Regions from separate parts of the Mus musculus genome. Here all the other regions are linked to region 2. The links are chromatin contacts, called in public Hi-C and promoter capture Hi-C maps. All regions are on one chromosome and are shown on one strand. Each heading gives the region's core, a stretch centred on a gene start, on an enhancer-like site or on the middle of the called end of the contact. The rest is flanking DNA. Distances are from core to core; before and after follow the strand shown.

What was found. Promoter capture Hi-C pulls out the DNA fragments that hold promoters and counts their contacts. A called contact is a pair of places that touch in the nucleus more often than the background predicts.
Region 1: a Hi-C map of B cells shows a contact between it and region 2, with 5 read pairs. The contact joins the promoter of Prpf39 here to the promoter of Rpl36al in region 2. A contact is called at or near these places in 3 of 39 promoter capture datasets (cranial neural crest, frontonasal cranial neural crest and maxillary cranial neural crest) and 2 of 484 Hi-C or Micro-C datasets (B cells and LSK cells).
Region 3: a contact with region 2 is called in a promoter capture Hi-C map of pre-B cells. The contact joins the promoter of Snapc1 here to the promoter of Rpl36al in region 2. A contact is called at or near these places in 2 of 39 promoter capture datasets (liver and pre-B cells).

Annotation. Positions count from the first base shown.
Region 1 is chr12:65,035,060-65,037,759 of GRCm38.p6, forward strand. Prpf39 (pre-mRNA processing factor 39) reads left to right here and starts at 1,275. Exons shown (of 14, transcript NM_177806.3): 1 at 1,275-1,409.
Region 2 is chr12:69,182,644-69,185,343 of GRCm38.p6, forward strand. It overlaps Rpl36al (ribosomal protein L36A-like), which reads right to left and starts at 1,424. Exons shown (of 2, transcript NM_025589.4): 1 at 1,340-1,424; 2 at 91-522. The coding sequence starts at 493. The coding sequence ends at 173. It overlaps Mgat2 (mannoside acetylglucosaminyltransferase 2), which reads left to right and starts at 1,515. Exons shown (of 1, transcript NM_146035.2): 1 at 1,515-2,700. The coding sequence starts at 2,011.
Region 3 is chr12:73,963,102-73,965,801 of GRCm38.p6, forward strand. Snapc1 (small nuclear RNA activating complex, polypeptide 1) reads left to right here and starts at 1,396. Exons shown (of 10, transcript NM_178392.5): 1 at 1,396-1,645. The coding sequence starts at 1,461.

The sequences.
Region 1 (2,700 bases), core at 25-2,524, 4.1 Mb before region 2:
GTTGATGTGATTGTTAAAGACTGCCCTGACCATAGGAATGCAAGCATTTGGTTCACATACATACATACATACACAGGCAGACACATGCATAAAAATAAATACATCTTTAAAAAAACAATGCCCTCTCTTGACTGCCCTTTCAGATGGTATACGTTTAAAAGTTGCTGGGTTTTTGTTGTTGTTGTTTTGTTTGTTTGTTTTTCAAGACAGTGTTTCTCTGTGATCCTTGGCTGTCCTGGAACTCACTTTGTAGACCAGGCTGGCCTCGGACTCAGAAATCTGCCTGCCTCTGTCTCTGGAGTGCTGGGATTAAAGGTGTTCGCCACCACGCCTGGCAAGTTGCTGATTGTTAGAGAATACAAAACTGCCCAATTAAGAGGTAAAGGGAAAAGCGTGACTATTTCATGCCCAACGGGGAGGAGTTGGCTATTTGGGAGCAGAGAAGCAGTTGAAGAGGTTTATACACCGTTACAAATCATCTTAAGGGCTTGAGAGAGGGCTCCGCGGTTAAAAGCACTGACTGCTCTTCCAAAGGTCTTGAGTTCAAATCCAAGCAACCATATGGTGGCTCACAACCATCCCTAATGACACCTGACACTCTCTTCTGGTGCGTCTGAAGACAGCTACAGTGTACTTAGATATAATAATAAATCTTTTAAAAAATCATCTTAAAAAGAAACATTCTGGAGACCAGTTCTAGAGGGAAGAGTAAAAGCCCAGTTGTGAGTTCTCTGAAATTCCAAATGGAAGATCGGTGAGTGAGAAAACATTCGCTCGCTCAATTGTCTATAGTTTTACTGACGGAAGACGAGATTTTTTTTTAAAAAACGGATATTTAAGAGTGGGGACTAGGATATAAACAACTGAAGAGGGCTGCTAAGATCATCAACACCAAGCTGCCTCTCTTTGCCCTGAAAGTTTTATGCCCAAATCCTTCAGAGCCTTTAACTCTCAAGCCCAAATGGTTAGTTTCGACATGCAGAATACGATTTAATCAGCCCATACTGTTTTGAGGTTTAGAAGTTTTAGGCTGAATTTCTGGCCATTTCCTGACACATTTTTCATGTGTAAAGCCTTGGCGGTTAGGAAAAGAATTACGATATTTTAGAGGTTTTTTTTGGAGACTGACGCTGGGCAACAAGTGCTGCTTAGCACAACCGGCTTCGCTATGGTTTGGGAAGCTAAGTTTGCGACTGGAGGCCACCCGGGGCGGGGCCTCGGTTGCGCGCGTCACGTGACCGCTGCGCCTTCGGAGCCGCCGGCGCGTGCGCAGTGTGATCCCGAAGAGGCGGCGGCGGCGCTGGTGGTGGTGGCTGCGGTAGCTGCGTGGAGCGAGGCGGTGGCAGGCCCACCTTTGGCGATCTTGGCCCAGGCTTCGGCTCATGGCACCGAGCAGCATCCATAGTGAGGTAACTGGGGGCGGACGGCGTGAGGCGGGCGGCAGGGGAGGCGCCGGGACGGGAAGGGCCTGCGCCACCTCAGGCCGCACCGGGCCGCGGCCTCCCCCGCCTGTCCGGCTCGAGGCCTGGCGCGGGGCGCGCGTCTCCTTCCCAATCCCACCTGTTGGGAAGAGCAGGCCTGGGATCTGCACCTTGAGCGGCGCCTCGCTTCAGGGGTGCGGCGGGGCGGGAGCCTCAGCCTGGATTATCGAAGCTGCTAACTGCTGAGGCTGAGTCCCCTGCTTCTCTAGAGCCGAGGGCCAGAACGTTTCCCATTGCACAGCAGCGTAAGCAAGCGGGTTTTTTTTTTTTTGGGGGGGAGGGGGGGAGGGGAGGCGACGCGGACACTTGGAAACAGCCTAGTAGAGTCTTTTTTAAAAAACAATCTGCTTATATAGATTTTTTTTTTTAACCTTTCGTGCTCAGGAGTCTGCGCGGTCTTTAAGTTAGTAAATACTATTCGGCATTCCCAATGTTAAGGGATTAGTAGTAATGTAGTAAGATTAGTAATGATGCAGTAATACGGTGTAGCTTTATGCAGATTCAGATGCCCGGTGTTCACGAACTTAACACTAGAAAGCTAATCTAACGTTTTCAGAAATACTTTAAAATTTTCAGCTGGTAGAAATGGTAATGCTAGGACTGTACGGATTCATAGACAAGAATAGGAAGCTAAGGCCGGGACCCATGGCAGTTTTTTTTTTTATAGTTCGTTTGAGAAAAATAGCAACAGCTGTTAAATTCCTTACTCTTCTCGTGTTTATAATCTCATTCTAGAGTTAAAAACTGTTATTCCGTGTGTTATTCATGCGCACTGGAGCTGTGTCATGTGCATGAGAACAGGAGTACCGTGGTCCCTTGAGGCTTGGCAGCTAGTGTCTTTAACTGTTGAGCTGCCTCTCAGACCCCAGAATTTTTAAAAGACTCAATATTTAGTGCTATTTGTATCTTAAAGTTGAATTGAGGAACAAAAAATTTGAACATCGTTGTAAAAGTTAGAGTTTTATTTTCAGAGAGGAGCAAAATTGTCTGTTACGCGTTAAGAGCTCTGTGTAAGACATAATCTCTGACGATTATGGAGACATTGTAAATACATAAGCAAGGTTCAATTTCTGGGACCTAATTGTTTAAAATGAGGAAACAAGATGTCTGTGAACATCCTACTTAGTCTCTAAAAACCGGTTGCCAAAACCACTTGTTGTAATAACCCCTTTTACAGCCTAGGGATGCAGGTGACTCATCGGGGCTGAGACTCTGAGTG
Region 2 (2,700 bases), core at 174-2,673:
TTAGGAGGCAGAGGTAGACCCAGACTCAAATTATGTTTGAAAACAAAACCCCCTAAATATGCAATCCTACTGAGAATCAAAACACAAGGCTTGGTATCATTAACAGTAACTTTATTCTCTAGCAGGTCATTTCTCTACTGCTTCAGTATTTTCCTCTCAGAGAACACAAGTTTTAGAACTGGATCACTTGGCCCTTCCTCTTCTTGTCGCCTCCCAGTTCAAAATGCTTGCATCTCTTAATGGCCAGCATCCTCTTGGATCTGCAGTTGGGCTCAACACACTCAAGCCTGAGCACAATCTTCTTTGTGGTTTTGGCCTTCTTTCGAAAGATTGGCTTTGTCTGCCCACCGTAGCCACTCTGCTTGCGATCGTAGCGCCGCTTTCCTTGGGCATACAGGGAATCCTTGCCCTTCTTATACTGGGTCACTTTGTGAGGCTGATGCTTGCCACATTTCTTACAGAAAGTCCTTCGGGTTTTTGGTACGTTGACCATGTTTGCAGTAGAAGTGTCTGCGATGAGAACTGTAAGAAAGTTTCAGACATTAAAGATCTTCAAACTCGAAAGTTTTAAACAGGTATAATTTGTAGGAACATATAAAAAAAAAACAGTAATGTTCGAAAATTTGTGAACCCACCAAGTACTCATTTCCCACGTGAATAAAAGGCCAACACGCAGCTGAGTGGATGAGCACTGGCTTAAACACCGGGGTTCAATCCTTACCACTTCAAGCCTATAGAAAAACTGTTTTTTGTTTTTTTAAACTAAAACGAGGCATTAACAGTTAAAAACTCAGACCTGATGGAGTGTGTCCTGGGAGGCTGAGGCAGAGGATTGCTAGTTGAGGTCTGCCTTAGCGTCCAAAGGAACTGACACTTGGAGTGGCCATTACAGTTCTCCCCAAACCAGCGTCCAATTTCTTAGGTCTCACTGCAAGGACAACGCAGTGGCGTCCGGGTAGAGAAGTTTTGCTCGGACTACCCCACAGCAATTCCCTCCGTTTTCTAGCTACGAATGGCTTACAACGAAATATAGTCGTTTCTGCAACAACCGGGCTCGTTCCTTCCCCCCAGCCACGTCAGTCTGTTTTGGCTTCACCCCCTCTAAAGCACCGTCACTCTCCAGCGGGCCCGAAGGCTGACGTGTCGTTAGCAGCCAGCACGCCTCGCCGCCCGGGAGCCGCCATGCTGGAGCGGTCTCTTCCGAGAGAGCCGCGGGCTGACCTCAAGCCGCGGCGGGCAGCACCTGCCCCTTTCCGACGCCTCAAAGAGCTAGGTCGGCTCCGGCTTCCAGGCGACCGCGGTCCCCAAGGAAGCAGCTACCGCTCTGCTCCAGACTTACCGAGAGACCGGCCGCCGCGATCCCCGACTCAACCGCACGCGCCGAACAGGAAAGGGACGAACAGAGCGGAAGTCGGAACTGAACCTGAGCGACGGGAATGCGAACCAATAAGCAGCGGCCTCCTCCGGAGGCTTCTGAGAAGCGCCAATCAGCGCCCGGCGGGGCGGGGCGGGGCGGAGGGTGTGGGCCGGAGGGCCCGGGCGCTCGCAGGCCAGTCGCGGCTTGTCAGAGCGGTCGCTGCCGGAGCGGGGCGAGGCTGCGGCGTTCGGTGTCGCCGTTCCGCCGTGCGAGCAAGGATGAGCGCGCAGAGGACGCAGAGCCACGGGCAGCGCAGGTAAAGGAATCACGGTGTCGGCGACCGCGGCGGGGCTTCTTCCGGGACCCCCGGGTGCTGAATGGAGAGGACCGAGGCGACGTTGAGCCGCGGCTCGTAGCGGCGGGGCGGCTGCCGGAGCTGCAACTGCCAGAGAGGATGCGCGGAGCCCGGGCGGCGCGAGGCAGTTGAGAGCCTTCGGGCCCCAGGACGCCGGAGCCCGGGATGAGTTAGCGAGGGCCGCCGCGGGGGCCAGTTCCTAGGGCTGCAGGCCAAGGCGACGGCGCCGCCCGCCCGCCCCTTCCGTGCAGAGGCCGCCAGCTTCTTTTCCGCGCCCGCGCTCCGGGCCCTGGAGACCATGAGGTTCCGCATCTACAAACGGAAGGTGCTAATCCTGACGCTCGTGGTGGCCGCCTGCGGCTTCGTCCTCTGGAGTAGCAATGGGCGACAAAGGAAGAGCGACGCCCTTGGCCCGCCGCTGCTGGACGCGGAGCCCGTACGGGGTGCGGGCCACCTTGCTGTGTCCGTAGGCATCCGCAGGGTCTCAAACGAATCGGCCGCTCCTCTGGTTCCCGCGGTCCCGCGGCCGGAGGTGGACAACCTAACGCTGCGGTACCGGTCCCTGGTGTACCAGTTGAACTTCGATCAGATGCTGAGGAACGTCGGTAATGACGGCACCTGGAGCCCCGGGGAGCTGGTGCTGGTGGTCCAGGTGCATAACAGGCCGGAATACCTCAGGTTGCTGATAGACTCGCTTCGCAAAGCCCAGGGTATTCAGGAAGTCCTAGTCATCTTTAGCCATGACTTCTGGTCCGCAGAGATCAACAGTCTGATCTCCAGGGTGGATTTCTGCCCGGTTCTGCAAGTGTTCTTTCCGTTCAGCATTCAGCTGTACCCGAATGAGTTTCCGGGTAGTGACCCTAGAGATTGCCCCAGAGACCTAAAGAAGAATGCAGCTCTGAAGTTGGGGTGCATCAATGCCGAATACCCTGACTCCTTCGGCCATTACAGAGAGGCCAAGTTCTCACAAACCAAACACCATTGGTGG
Region 3 (2,700 bases), core at 146-2,645, 4.8 Mb after region 2:
TTGCAATTCTATTTTCATAAAATTAAAAATCAACTATAGCTGGGCGTGGTGGCAAACGCCTTTAATTCTGCACTTGGGAGGCAGAGGAAGGCGGATTTCTGAGTTCGAGGCCAGCCTGGTCTACAAAGTGAGTTCCAGGACAGCCAAGGCTATACAGAGAAACCCTGTCTCAAAAAAACAAAAAAAAACCCAAAACAAACCAAAAAACCCACTACAACTAAAATATATGTATACACACTGGACATCAACTTCTGGCCTCCACATGGGCCAGGAGGTGTGTTCATGAAAACACACACACACACACACACAAACAAACCATTACAAACAATAAAATAAATGCATCCATACAAGCACATCCCAGAATACCTTTTCTAAAGATTAGTGTGCCTTCAAAACAGAAATACAGTTCAAATACAGAATGCTAACCCGTAACAAGCCCCTGGGAGAAGCTAAAAAGTGGGATTTCTAGAGAGCTACTTTAGCCAAACAGTATATCAGACAGTGTGCTAGATTGTCAGAGGCAACAACGGTAGGAAACAGCAACTGCTGCCCAGAGTGGTTGCATATTACTTGGAGAGCCACAAATTAATCACTCAAGTAAGCATAGACTGTAGGGGATCTTGGCAATGAGGAAGAACCACGGGAGTTCCTTCCCTAACAAGTTCTCTTTAGATCATCTTCCCACGTGGAGGGAGGTTAGGGTGGTTGCTACTGTAGAGTCACTTTAAAGAAGACTGGCAGGCTAAGTGTAGTTTACATAAGTCAGGAGGCAATGAAGACCTCAAATCCTTTTGGGGGCTGTTAGTTGAGGCAGAGGCAGGCGGATTTCTGAGTTTTAGGCCAGCCTGATCTACAGAATGAGTTTCAGGACAGCCAGGGATATACAGAAAACCCTTTCTCGGAAAAAAAAAAAAAAAGAAGAAAGAAAGAAAGAGAGAGAGAGAGAGAGGGAGGGAGGGAGGGAGGGAGGGAGGGAGGGAGAGAGAGAGAGAGAGAGAGAGAGAGAGAGAGAGAGAGAGAGAGAGAGAGAGAGAGAGAGAAATCGAGTCTTCATGTCCTATTGATTAATAGTTAGCAGGCACTACTATTGTTTTATCTACCTACTTATCTAATTTGAAGGTCTTATTTATTTATTTATTTAGAGGGTCTCTCTATGTAGACCTGAAACTCGCTGCATACACCGGACAGGCTTGTAAATCACAGAAATCCTCCTGTCTCTGCCTCTCAAGCACTGAAATTAAAGGCGTGTATCACACCAAGTTCGGCTTCCTAGACTAAAATCACCTTGCATTTACGCACGCGCAAGAAGCGCCACAGGCGCCAGGTAAGACCCGGATGAAGGCGGGGCTTGAGGTCCCGGATAGTACGTCACGGAGTGCGCGTACGTGATGTGACGTGACTGGGGCGGTGCTACAGGGCCTTCTGGGCATTGGGGAAGCCGGGTCCGGGAGAGAGTGAGCATGGGGACTCCTGCGGGCGCCGGGACCCGTCCCACGGGCGCTGGAACTGTTGAAGGCGTGGGGATCCCTCCGGGCCTGCAGACTGACTACGAGACGCTGCTCAGCCGCTTCCAAGAGATGGACAGCGTGCGCTTCGAGGACTTCACGGAGCTCTGGCGCAGCATGAAGTTCGCGACCATCTTCTGGTGGGTGTGCCTCGTCCTCCTACCCTGTCTCTCCTGTGGGGAACGCAGCCTGCATCCCCGACCTCCGCCTTGGCGGTTTCCGTGGGTCGCCCTTGCACTCTGCTGGCTCGGCCCTCTGCATCTCCACCGCCTCCATCCGAGGCCAAACCTCCTCCAATCTTGATTGCCGAATGAATCCGCGGTTAGAAACAAAGTATTCCCACCGACACAGGGTCCTCTACGAACGAATTCATTTAGCATGCAACAACTGACGTTGCAAGTGCAGGTTTGAATCTCTGTGTATCGCCTTTAGTTGGATAAAGCCTAGATTCAAGCCAGTAGCTGCCTTTACCTCTGTCCCCAGCCTCATCTCCAGTGCCCACACCTTGCACTCACTCTCTTGGCTCGAGTTGCTTTTGGTACTCCACTGGCGTTTCCTAGCCTGGGAATTTTCCATCTCCTTTTGCTTGTCCACTTCGTCAGTCATTTTTGAACCCAAATGACAGTTCTTTAGGGAATTCTTTTGGCCTTCGGGACTAAGTGAGAGGCTCGAGTTCTGTCTACCCCCAGCACGAAGGGCTTATCTCACCGTCTAGAGTATATTTCATAATTAGAGACGCAGTCTTGGATAACGGTGAAGAGTGGAGATGATGGGTCTTGGGCATCAGGATTTGAATACAGCTCTCCAGTCCCCCTCCCCCAGATCTGAGACAACCCTTTTTGTCTGTAAACTAGATCATGATAGTGTGGGAATTAAATGAATCAATATATTAGCTGGTTCGACGTGTGAAATTAATGTTCAGAGTTATTACTACTCTTTGATTTCTCCCTTAGACTGAACTTAGTGAGAACAGCCATGTGATTAATGTGGTATTCCTTACTTGTTTTTGAGACTTGCCCTCATTGTGTGTAGCTTTGGCTGGCCTGAAACTTGCCGTTATACCAGACTGGCCTTGAGATCTGCCTGACTCTTCCTTCTAAGGTCAGGCATTCACCACCTTGCCCACGTTTGAATACGGTGTTTGTATTAATTACCATACCATATAAATTCTTGAAAAGGGTAAATGATTGAATGG